Regions from separate parts of the Gossypium arboreum genome. Here all the other regions are linked to region 1. The links are chromatin contacts, called in public Hi-C maps. All regions are on one chromosome and are shown on one strand. The core of a region is the stretch at or near the end of the contact, and the rest is flanking DNA. Distances in the headings are between cores, read along the strand shown. Region 1 holds the start of LOC108477002 (autophagy-related protein 101). Region 2 holds the start of LOC108479252. Region 3 holds the start of LOC108478947 (methyl jasmonate esterase 1-like).

Region 1 (2,891 bases), core at 136-2,635:
GATTTAAACATGAATAAAAACTCGTAGTTCCCGCAATAATCCCATCCAGAAATTTATGTTTGTGTAGTTTTCACTAAAACAACCATAACTTGACCTCTTGAACTTGAAATAAGGTGATTCAAAGTGCGTTTCAAAACTAAAAAATAGTTATTTCATCGATCAAAGACATCTTGACAGAAAAATACTTGGATCTCATATAAAAATGCGTCGTAAGTTAATTGATTTTTCAAACTTAAAAAATTGGTAGCTTTGATGAATTGAATTTAATAAATTTTCACCCTATCCATGCATGTATTAAGGAGGCCTAGTTTAGGACTTGGGCTAATGGTGTAACACGAAAGGGCGGTTGAGAGGAGATTGTGTGTAACTTGGGAGAGTTGAAGACATGGTCAGTAAGGGTTAATAGAAAGGGATGGTGCTGAAAGGTATGATAGCGGCTAGAGGGAGCAGGGTGGCGCTGCAAGGGACATAGAATGAGGTAGTGGTGAATTGATATTGCAACAATGGTGGTTTGTTTTTAATAGTAAGGGAAAGTGGTGATGGAACAAAAGAAGTGTGGCGAATTGTGTGAGAGGAAGGTGGCGGTGTTGGGCAATGCGTTTGAGGCAATGATGGGATGATGATGGTGGCGTGAGAAGGGTGCAACAGGGGGCTTTTTCTTTCTTGGGCAAGGCATGGTCGGGGTGGGGGGAATTTTGGTGGAAAAGAAGGATTTTAATTGGTTAAGGATTTGGGTAGAAAAAGAATTCGATTAGTCAAGGAAGTTTGATTTAATTAGTGCAAATTTTAATTTTTTCTGAATCCTATTAAAATGAAAAATTTTGTAAATATTTAAAATTAAATTTGTAGAATTTTTTAAATCTAATTGCTAAAATGTGTAAATATTGGAAGGTTAAATTTGTTATTATGTGAATAAAAAGCCGATGTTAGACTTGCATTATCGACTTAATGGTATGATGATTAAAAAAATTAATTTTGAAAACTTTAGTGACTAAATAAAAAAAATTATAATTGGGTGACCAAACTAAAAACACTCTCATAATTAGGTCACCATTCATGGAATTTACCCTAGTTTTTAGTATATATTTAAAAAAAAATGAATTTTATAGGAGGGAAGAAAACATTTGGGTATCAAGATCGAAATCAAAAACAAAAATATCCAAGAAAGTTTGGGATGAAAGGGTTTGGAATGTATATACCGGATTGCCATTCCGGCGGGCCTTAAACAGACCTGTGAACTGAATTGAATTTTCTTAAATCAAACCAATGAACCACTCAAACAAAACTATGGGCCATATCGGACCTTCTTTAGCAGTTCTGGACTTTAGGCACGGCCCCTCAATGAGTCCCATCTTTTTTCAATTGTGAAATAAACAAATATACAATCAGAACTGGGAAAATGAAAAAGCATAAGACGTCCGGAGTTAACACGTTATTAATCATGCTTATGTAAGCCACCTTATTTTTATTATCCAAACGCCATTAAAGAAAGAAAAAAAAAATGTGAGACAGATATATCCAAGCCTAAACAAAGTAAAAGGCACACACTCTGCCGATTAAAAGATCGATTAAGCAAAAAAGTAAAACAAGTTTCGATTGAAATCTAGGGTTTGATCCATCCAATTTTCTTCGATCTCTTTTTTTTTTTTCTCTTTTAGTTTCTTCTGGGTTTCCCTCTTTAAACAATTATCATGAACTGCGAAGTCTGCCAACTCAAAGAACTGGTAATCAAAATTTTCTCTTTTACTGTTTTATTTCACTCTTAAATATTAAGACATACTATTTATTCTTCTGATTGAAATTTTCCTTTACTTTTCGCTAAATTTAACAATATCCTATTTAGGAAGTGGAGCATTTTGAAATTCGCGAAGTTTTGCGCTGTAAGTCCTCTCTTCAATTTCTATATTTGTTCCTTTTTTAAGTAATTAATTTCGTTTATTAAACGTTCTCTCTTTTTTGTAGTTTTTTTTTTATTTGATTAACTTGACCTGTTAAAAGTTTTTCTTTTTCCCTTTTAAATCCATGATGGCAGGCATTTTACATACAATAGTGTTTCATAGAGCATTAGGTCTAGTTCGGCCCAAAGATGTGGATTTGGAGCTTTTTGAAATTACTTATGTAAGTCATTCATGTCTTCAGTTTTTACTTCTCCAATCGAAATCACTGCTTTTATTTCCTGATTTTTCTCTGGCGTTTTGCATGTTTCCCAAATTCGTATTTTGTAATAATTAGGTGCAATGTGGGGATGTGGAACTTGAGAAGAAAATAGATGAGAAGATTGATCATTTCATAAGTTGGGTGGAAAAACATCCCAATAAGAAAAGTCAGGTCTGTTATGTCTATTCGCTTATAGTTTTCAGGTTTTTGTTTCGGATATGGTCGCCGTTGCATCTTATTTTATGTTTAGGTTTTATTTTTGCTTATGTTGCATTTGCATGATATATGGTCGTAGCCTTTTACATTTTAGCTTGTATCTTGTCTTCAATATGAGTTCTTTTCTTGTGTTTGTGCTATAGATATGCTTATCGTTTTATGAGGTGAAAAGCAAGCAGCCATCTTGGTTCACTAATAAAACCGAGCGCTTATATTGGGAGCAATGGTATATCAATTTGAATGTTACTCAACACCCAAAACACCATTCAAGCAAATCTCATCATACCAAACTGGTCGTTGACCCCGGAGGTATAACCTTGTTTATGCCCTTAACTTTAAAAATTGTAAATTGCTTTTGCTTTCTTTAAAATCTATCTTCTTCCTGTTATGATTGTTTATGTTCATTAATATAGAGAGAGCTACTGAGGAGAGAAGTTCTCGTAGAGCAATGGTTGAAGCATCTCTTCGAGAGGTTCTGTTTCAAATAATAAAGTTTGTTAATGAGAAGAAGGACCATG
Region 2 (2,891 bases), core at 103-2,602, 460 kb before region 1:
ACCATATGTAGATCCATGGACAATACCTGCTTCTCAAAACCAGCAGTTCAACTGACAATTACAGCCACCATCCCAACTCAAATCCTGACTTTTGCAATAGATAAAGGAATTTGATCCAATCTCCAGATTTGATGAATGTTGACAGGCAGTTATACTGATCCCTTTCTGCAGTAAAGGCGTGTAAATGGACGCAAAATTTCTTTTGACTCAATTTTCATTAGGATGCTACAATGCACAAGCAACAGCTGGAAGTTACGTTCTCAGCATGGAAATCATGCAAAGATAAATAGGAAACGAACATCTGCACTTTTCATAGTATGTAATAGTAATATGGTTGAACAATGCAATTCTTTGCATAAATTTTGCGCACTTTTTAAGGCCACAAATTGCTTTCTGTTGATATTTTAGTTTTACAGTGTAGATTAAATATATGAAGATTTGCTTGACGGATAGTTGATCTAAACCGATCAACTATAACTCTTTGTAAGCAATATACTGATAGTTTTGTTGTTTTATAGCAGTTGGGCCTTATTCATGCCAAAGATTAGTCATTGATAGCCACTGCTGATGGTGACCCATGGAGTTACCTGTTCCTGGACAAGACTAGCTGATGGCTGAGCTATATGCATGTCTGTGTTTCGATTTTTTTTTTTTTTTTGGTGTCAGCTATTTGAATATAGACGTGAAAATATTATTAAATATGTCAAAATTGGGTAAATATATTATTTTGGTACTTGAATTTGGTTTTAAAGTTCATATTGTTGCATGTTTTTTACTCCAATTAGGTACTTGAACCTGGTCTTAAAGTTCAATTTGGTACCTAAAGTTTATTTTGGTGCAATTAAGTACTTGAACTTGGCTTCTTGGTTCAAATTGGTACTTGGCTTTTTGGTCCAAATTAATACTTTCTGTGAATGACTTATTTGAACCATGAAGCTAAGTTTAGGTATTAATTGGAATAAAAAAGCCAAGTTCAGGTACCTAATTGGATAATAAAAAAAAGTTTAGATATCAAATTGAACTGAGGTCAAGTTTAGGTACCTATTCGATAAAAAAAACTCTTAAGTACCAATTTGTTCCTTTTAAGTCAAGTTTAGTTATTAAAATGTAAATTTAAGTCAAGTGTAGGTACTTAGTTTTAAATTTTTTTTTTAATTTTTTGTCACCTGTCAATGTGAGATTGACATGTTGCCATGTCCGTGTATATTAATAATGTTAGATACCTTAAAAAAAGTACCAAATTGAAATTGCAATTTTAAGGTTAGATACCAATTAAAGTTAAAAAGAGTACAAATTGCAAATTTCAGGGAACTTCATATATATTAACTAAAACAATTAATACAAATATGATATGTGTAACATGACCCAAATATTGCCCACCCCTCTTCCCGTCGTTAACATCTTAAATATCTTTAGAAAGTTTTATATTATGAACTCGATAGTCCAAAGTGGGCTGAATCGTAGTATACTAAAATAAAACCAGCAAATAAAAGGAGGCCCAAATATTTGTTCCTCCATTAAGGCCAACTCTCAGTTTCGCCATCACCAACCAGCCAGACCAGCCTATTCTTTTTCTCTTAAATTTCACAGCTTATTTTTGTTATTTTGATATTCTTTTCTATGCATTTTACCTTTCAAAAGAAATCTCGGGATGAATTGAGCTTCTTCCGCATAGAAAACACAAGAGGTAAACAGATTAAATTTAAAATTTCCTTCGACTCTCAACGTGCAGTTCAGATCGGATCTAGGTCTCCGCTCTCTTCCCAATTCTGATTTTCCTTTTTCTGTGTGAGAGATAGAGAGAGAGTTCAAAAGAAGAATCGATGGAGTGGACGACTTTGCAACACTTGGATCTACGCCATGTCGCACGAGGCATTTACAAACCGTTGCAGCCACACGCCGCAGCTTTTCATCCTACTCAGGCTCTCGTTTCCGCTGCCATCGGCACTTACATCATCGGTAATGACGACTAAAGTTCAACTTTTGTCTTTTAAAAAAAAAGGAATTTAGAGAGGTTTTGGATAACTTTTAGAGCTGAGCAGTTAAATCTGCTTTAAAAGGATTAAAACATGTTTGGATCTTTTTTGGTTGCAGAATTTGATGCTTTAACTGGAAGTAAGCTAGCTACTATAGACATTGGTTCGCCGGTGGTTCGGATGGCTTATAGTCCTACAAGTGGTCACGCTGTGATTGCCATTCTTGAGGTTGGTTCCGCAATTTTAAAGTTAGCTTCGATCATTACCACAAAAAAGAACAAAAAAGAAATTGCATTCAATTATCATGAGAATAGAATTACTGCATATTAAGATTAGTATTAGTACAGTTGTTAATCAATTGATGTAGAGGGTAGAGCATATAAGATTGCTATTAGTTCAATCTTAGATTTTACTGCCATTAGACAGGTTTCTTTGTAAATATTCTAGTATGAGGAGATAGTTTGAATCTTATTTTTTTGTTCCTAAGAATGTCGAGGCATTTTAAGGTAGGGTGTGTTCTTTCAATGTGTGGCGTTGATCTTTTAGATAGCTTCCTAAAATTCATTTCCTTTCAGTTTTCAATTGTTCACAAAATATGTTGTGGTAAGATGTTTTATTGAAACCAATCTATGCTAGTGGTATTCTAGGGGTCATGTATTTTGTGTGGTCGTTCCCAAGTTGGAGAAAGTGGCGAGGCAGTCATTCTAGATATATAGATTGTCTAACCCATATAATGAGGAAAAATTTTGTTGTTCCTTTCCATTATTCTGATATTATAATTTATAATTAGATCCCAGTTGCTTTTTTTTGATGTTATCCTTAAGGTCCCTGCCATGACGGACTTTACCCCTTTTATTTTTACTTGAGCCTTATTGGATTACATTTTAAAGAAAGAATTGGATTACATTTTAAAGG
Region 3 (2,891 bases), core at 143-2,642, 400 kb after region 1:
ACAAATATCAGCTCTTGCTTTCTATATATTCTTTCAATGGAGACTGTTAATGCATATGAAAATGATGAAGGGTACTGACTGAATTTGAGAAAGTCTTGCCTCAGGTGGGGATAACTGGTACAACTTGGATGCCAAGAAATTATGTCCGAAGAGTGCTGAAGTTGGAGGCTTATCTAGTCCATTCTGGAACAGAAACTGGATGTCCATGGTCTTGTCAGGACTCAACCTTTCATTGAGCTGTCCGATAAAGAAAAAAAACAGTGATGGAAGTTAAGAAGCTGTCTCAATACATGGTAAGAACTGCAGAAGCATGTACCTGTTGAGAAATAGTTAGGTAAGGGAGATTTGGACCGGGCATGAAAGCAGTGGCAAATACTGCAACAGCAACTTTTTTCAGGAAATCTTTCCATGGCAGCCGATATGGAATACCCACCTAGACTGTGACCCACTAGAATCACCTTCTCCTCCGGCTGAGCAGACGCCATGAAGTTCATCAATGGTTCAAAGTAATCAGGAAACGACTGAGCCTCCTGAACTTCCTTTGGATGAATACCAGCACCAGCCAAGTCCATTGCTGTAACCTTGTGGCCCATTGATTTGAGCTGAGTTATCACTTTATACCAACACCAAGCTCCATGGCAGGCTCCATGAACTAGCACAAAATGACCTTCTTTCTTCTCCATCTCTTTTTCTCTTCCTTGCTCTCTTTACTTGTTTGGTTCAGTCTCTTGCAACCAATTTATATCAAAATTATGGGAGATAATTCAATAAGTGCGGCCTTTAAATCAATTGATTCCCTTTAAGTCAAGGCGTAGCTTATTGGTATTGCAATGTATTTGCATTTATATTCTTTGTTTTTTTCCTTCTCCAAAACAGCTATAAGTTACCATAAAACAAAAACGTAATATCAAAAGGATGGCTATTATAGGTCCATATAAGCTAAAGTAAGACGGACGACAGAATCGAGGAGAACATCGTATGGTCGGCAACTAAATATCAAATTTAATTAATAGTAAAACTTGGAAAGGATAAGATCATAAGAGCTTAGAGTTTGATATTTAGTTGTATTTTATACTGTATACTTTCACCATGAATCAAGCAGGAATCTCTCTGAAATTTCTTAAAGGCAAGAGCAGAAGCCTCAGGACCTAACCATGTGATCAAAATCCAGAAGCAGCGTCACCCCATTAGGTGGGTTGTGTCCCTTTGGCTTCATTGAATGAACAGGCACAACAAGGGTGCTGCCATGCCGCACAACCAAAACAAGCACAGTTTAAAGGTTCTTCCGCTTAAAGTCGAAAGGTTATAACTAAATCACCTTTTTAGTGCTACTACTATCATTGCATCTTTCCTTGTCCAAGTTCAAGAATCATCAATAATACTAGTCTATTTTGTATCACATGTTTTGAAGAGAAAAAAAAAGAATGGTTGTTAGCCACAACGTGTTTGTCATGGTGTGCTGTTTCTTCAAGAAATAGTCCAATAGAGATACTTATATTATTAAAAGATTCATGTTTTATTTTATAATAATATTTTTCAATGAAAGATTAATAATATTTTTAAATTTATTTCTAATTTTAAAAGTTAATATTAATATAAAATTGTAATCTTAAATATTTTATTAAATTTATAAATTATATTAATTATTTATTATATAATTAAATTGAATATCGAAAATTATAATATCTAAGATCAATATTTTAACATTTTAAATATTTTAAGAAAATAAAATTAAAACTTATACTTAATATAATATTAGTTTTATTTTAGTTAATTCTTTCCATTGATGAAAAATATTTTCCAAGAACCAAACACTTGAAAATGATTTCAAAAAATAAATTGATGTTTCGAAAAAGTATGTTTTCTAATGCTTGGATGAAGTATTATTTTCAATGAAACAAGCCCTCATACCATGGGAAGTATGTTTTCTAATGCTTGGATGAAGTATTGTTTTCAATGAAACAAGCCCTCATACTATGGGAAAGTTTTACAGATTTTTATTTAATATTGTCTAAAAATAAATTAATTAAATCAATAAATAACATTAATTCGAAATGTTTCTTTTTTTTTTATGCTAGTCTAATAGTGCCTTTATGACTGAAGGAAAATGGAATAGATACTTGCAAAAACTCATTTTCTCGAGACTTTGTCCTGCTCGTTTATTCTTTTTTTAGTGCAACCAATATATAACTTTTTTTTATTTGTTACTGCCAACAGAATTTAACATTTGAATGGCCAAGTTCGTAGAACTTCAACAACAAATGAAGAACGTCTGAAATGAAAAACTGGTACAATACCATTGATATACTTTATTCCTAGACCAAACTCAATTCACAAACCAGCTATGAGAAGAACTCCCTGCTTCAGTGGTGAGCCTTCGGTTCACATTACTAAGCCAGACCGTTGTGTACATTACTAAGATCTTGATTTCAAAATACTCTATCCTTGATGTTACCAAACTGTTAAGAGTGTTAACTTTTAGAAAAGCAACGGAGAATGACAAAGGTATATAATAACATAAGTACATGTTACACAAGCTGATCAAAACTTAGCAATGGGATTCAAAAGACATTGTTTTGATGAGTGAACTGCGGGTTTTACCATCAGCGTCTAGTTTCACAAAAGTATTGTCATGCTTTGAAGTAGCTGCAAAATTTATCATCTTTTGTTGTAATTTAAAGCAGTTGCTGATATTGCCTTGGAAAGCTGCTTCAATAGCTTCATCAATTCAATGTTCTCATGTCTCAACTTGAGTAAAGGAAAAATCAAGCGAGGTTAAACCATCCTGAAATTTGTAAAAGAATAAGTTGAGAATAAAAGCTGATAGAACAACTATTTATGTTGCTCTTGAAGGAAAAAGAATAAGACAAAGAGCTCATATATGGATTAAA

What was found. Hi-C and Micro-C count contacts between places; a contact is called where the count stands out from the background.
Region 2: a contact with region 1 is called in a Hi-C map of leaf, with 4 times the contacts expected there. The contact joins the promoter of LOC108479252 here to the promoter of LOC108477002 in region 1. A contact is called at or near these places in 2 of 5 Hi-C or Micro-C datasets (both in leaf).
Region 3: a contact with region 1 is called in a Hi-C map of leaf, with 4 times the contacts expected there. The contact joins the promoter of LOC108478947 here to the promoter of LOC108477002 in region 1. A contact is called at or near these places in 2 of 5 Hi-C or Micro-C datasets (both in leaf).

The regions. Positions count from the first base shown.
Region 1 is chr12:18,575,927-18,578,817 of ASM2569848v2, reverse strand. It overlaps LOC108477002 (autophagy-related protein 101), which reads left to right and starts at 1,385. Exons shown (of 7, transcript XM_017779404.2): 1 at 1,385-1,724; 2 at 1,844-1,880; 3 at 2,033-2,118; 4 at 2,233-2,328; 5 at 2,517-2,682; 6 at 2,787-2,891. The coding sequence starts at 1,692.
Region 2 is chr12:19,033,501-19,036,391 of ASM2569848v2, reverse strand. LOC108479252 reads left to right here and starts at 1,352. Exons shown (of 25, transcript XM_017781732.2): 1 at 1,352-1,687; 2 at 1,796-1,959; 3 at 2,095-2,204. The coding sequence starts at 1,824. LOC108477337 reads left to right here. Exons shown (of 10, transcript XR_001870245.2): 9 at 1-315; 10 at 522-739.
Region 3 is chr12:18,177,098-18,179,988 of ASM2569848v2, reverse strand. LOC108478947 (methyl jasmonate esterase 1-like) reads right to left here and starts at 1,392. Exons shown (of 4, transcript XM_053023365.1): 1 at 393-1,392; 2 at 317-391; 3 at 100-237. The coding sequence starts at 683. It overlaps LOC108476553, which reads right to left. Exons shown (of 13, transcript XM_053022757.1): 13 at 2,220-2,785.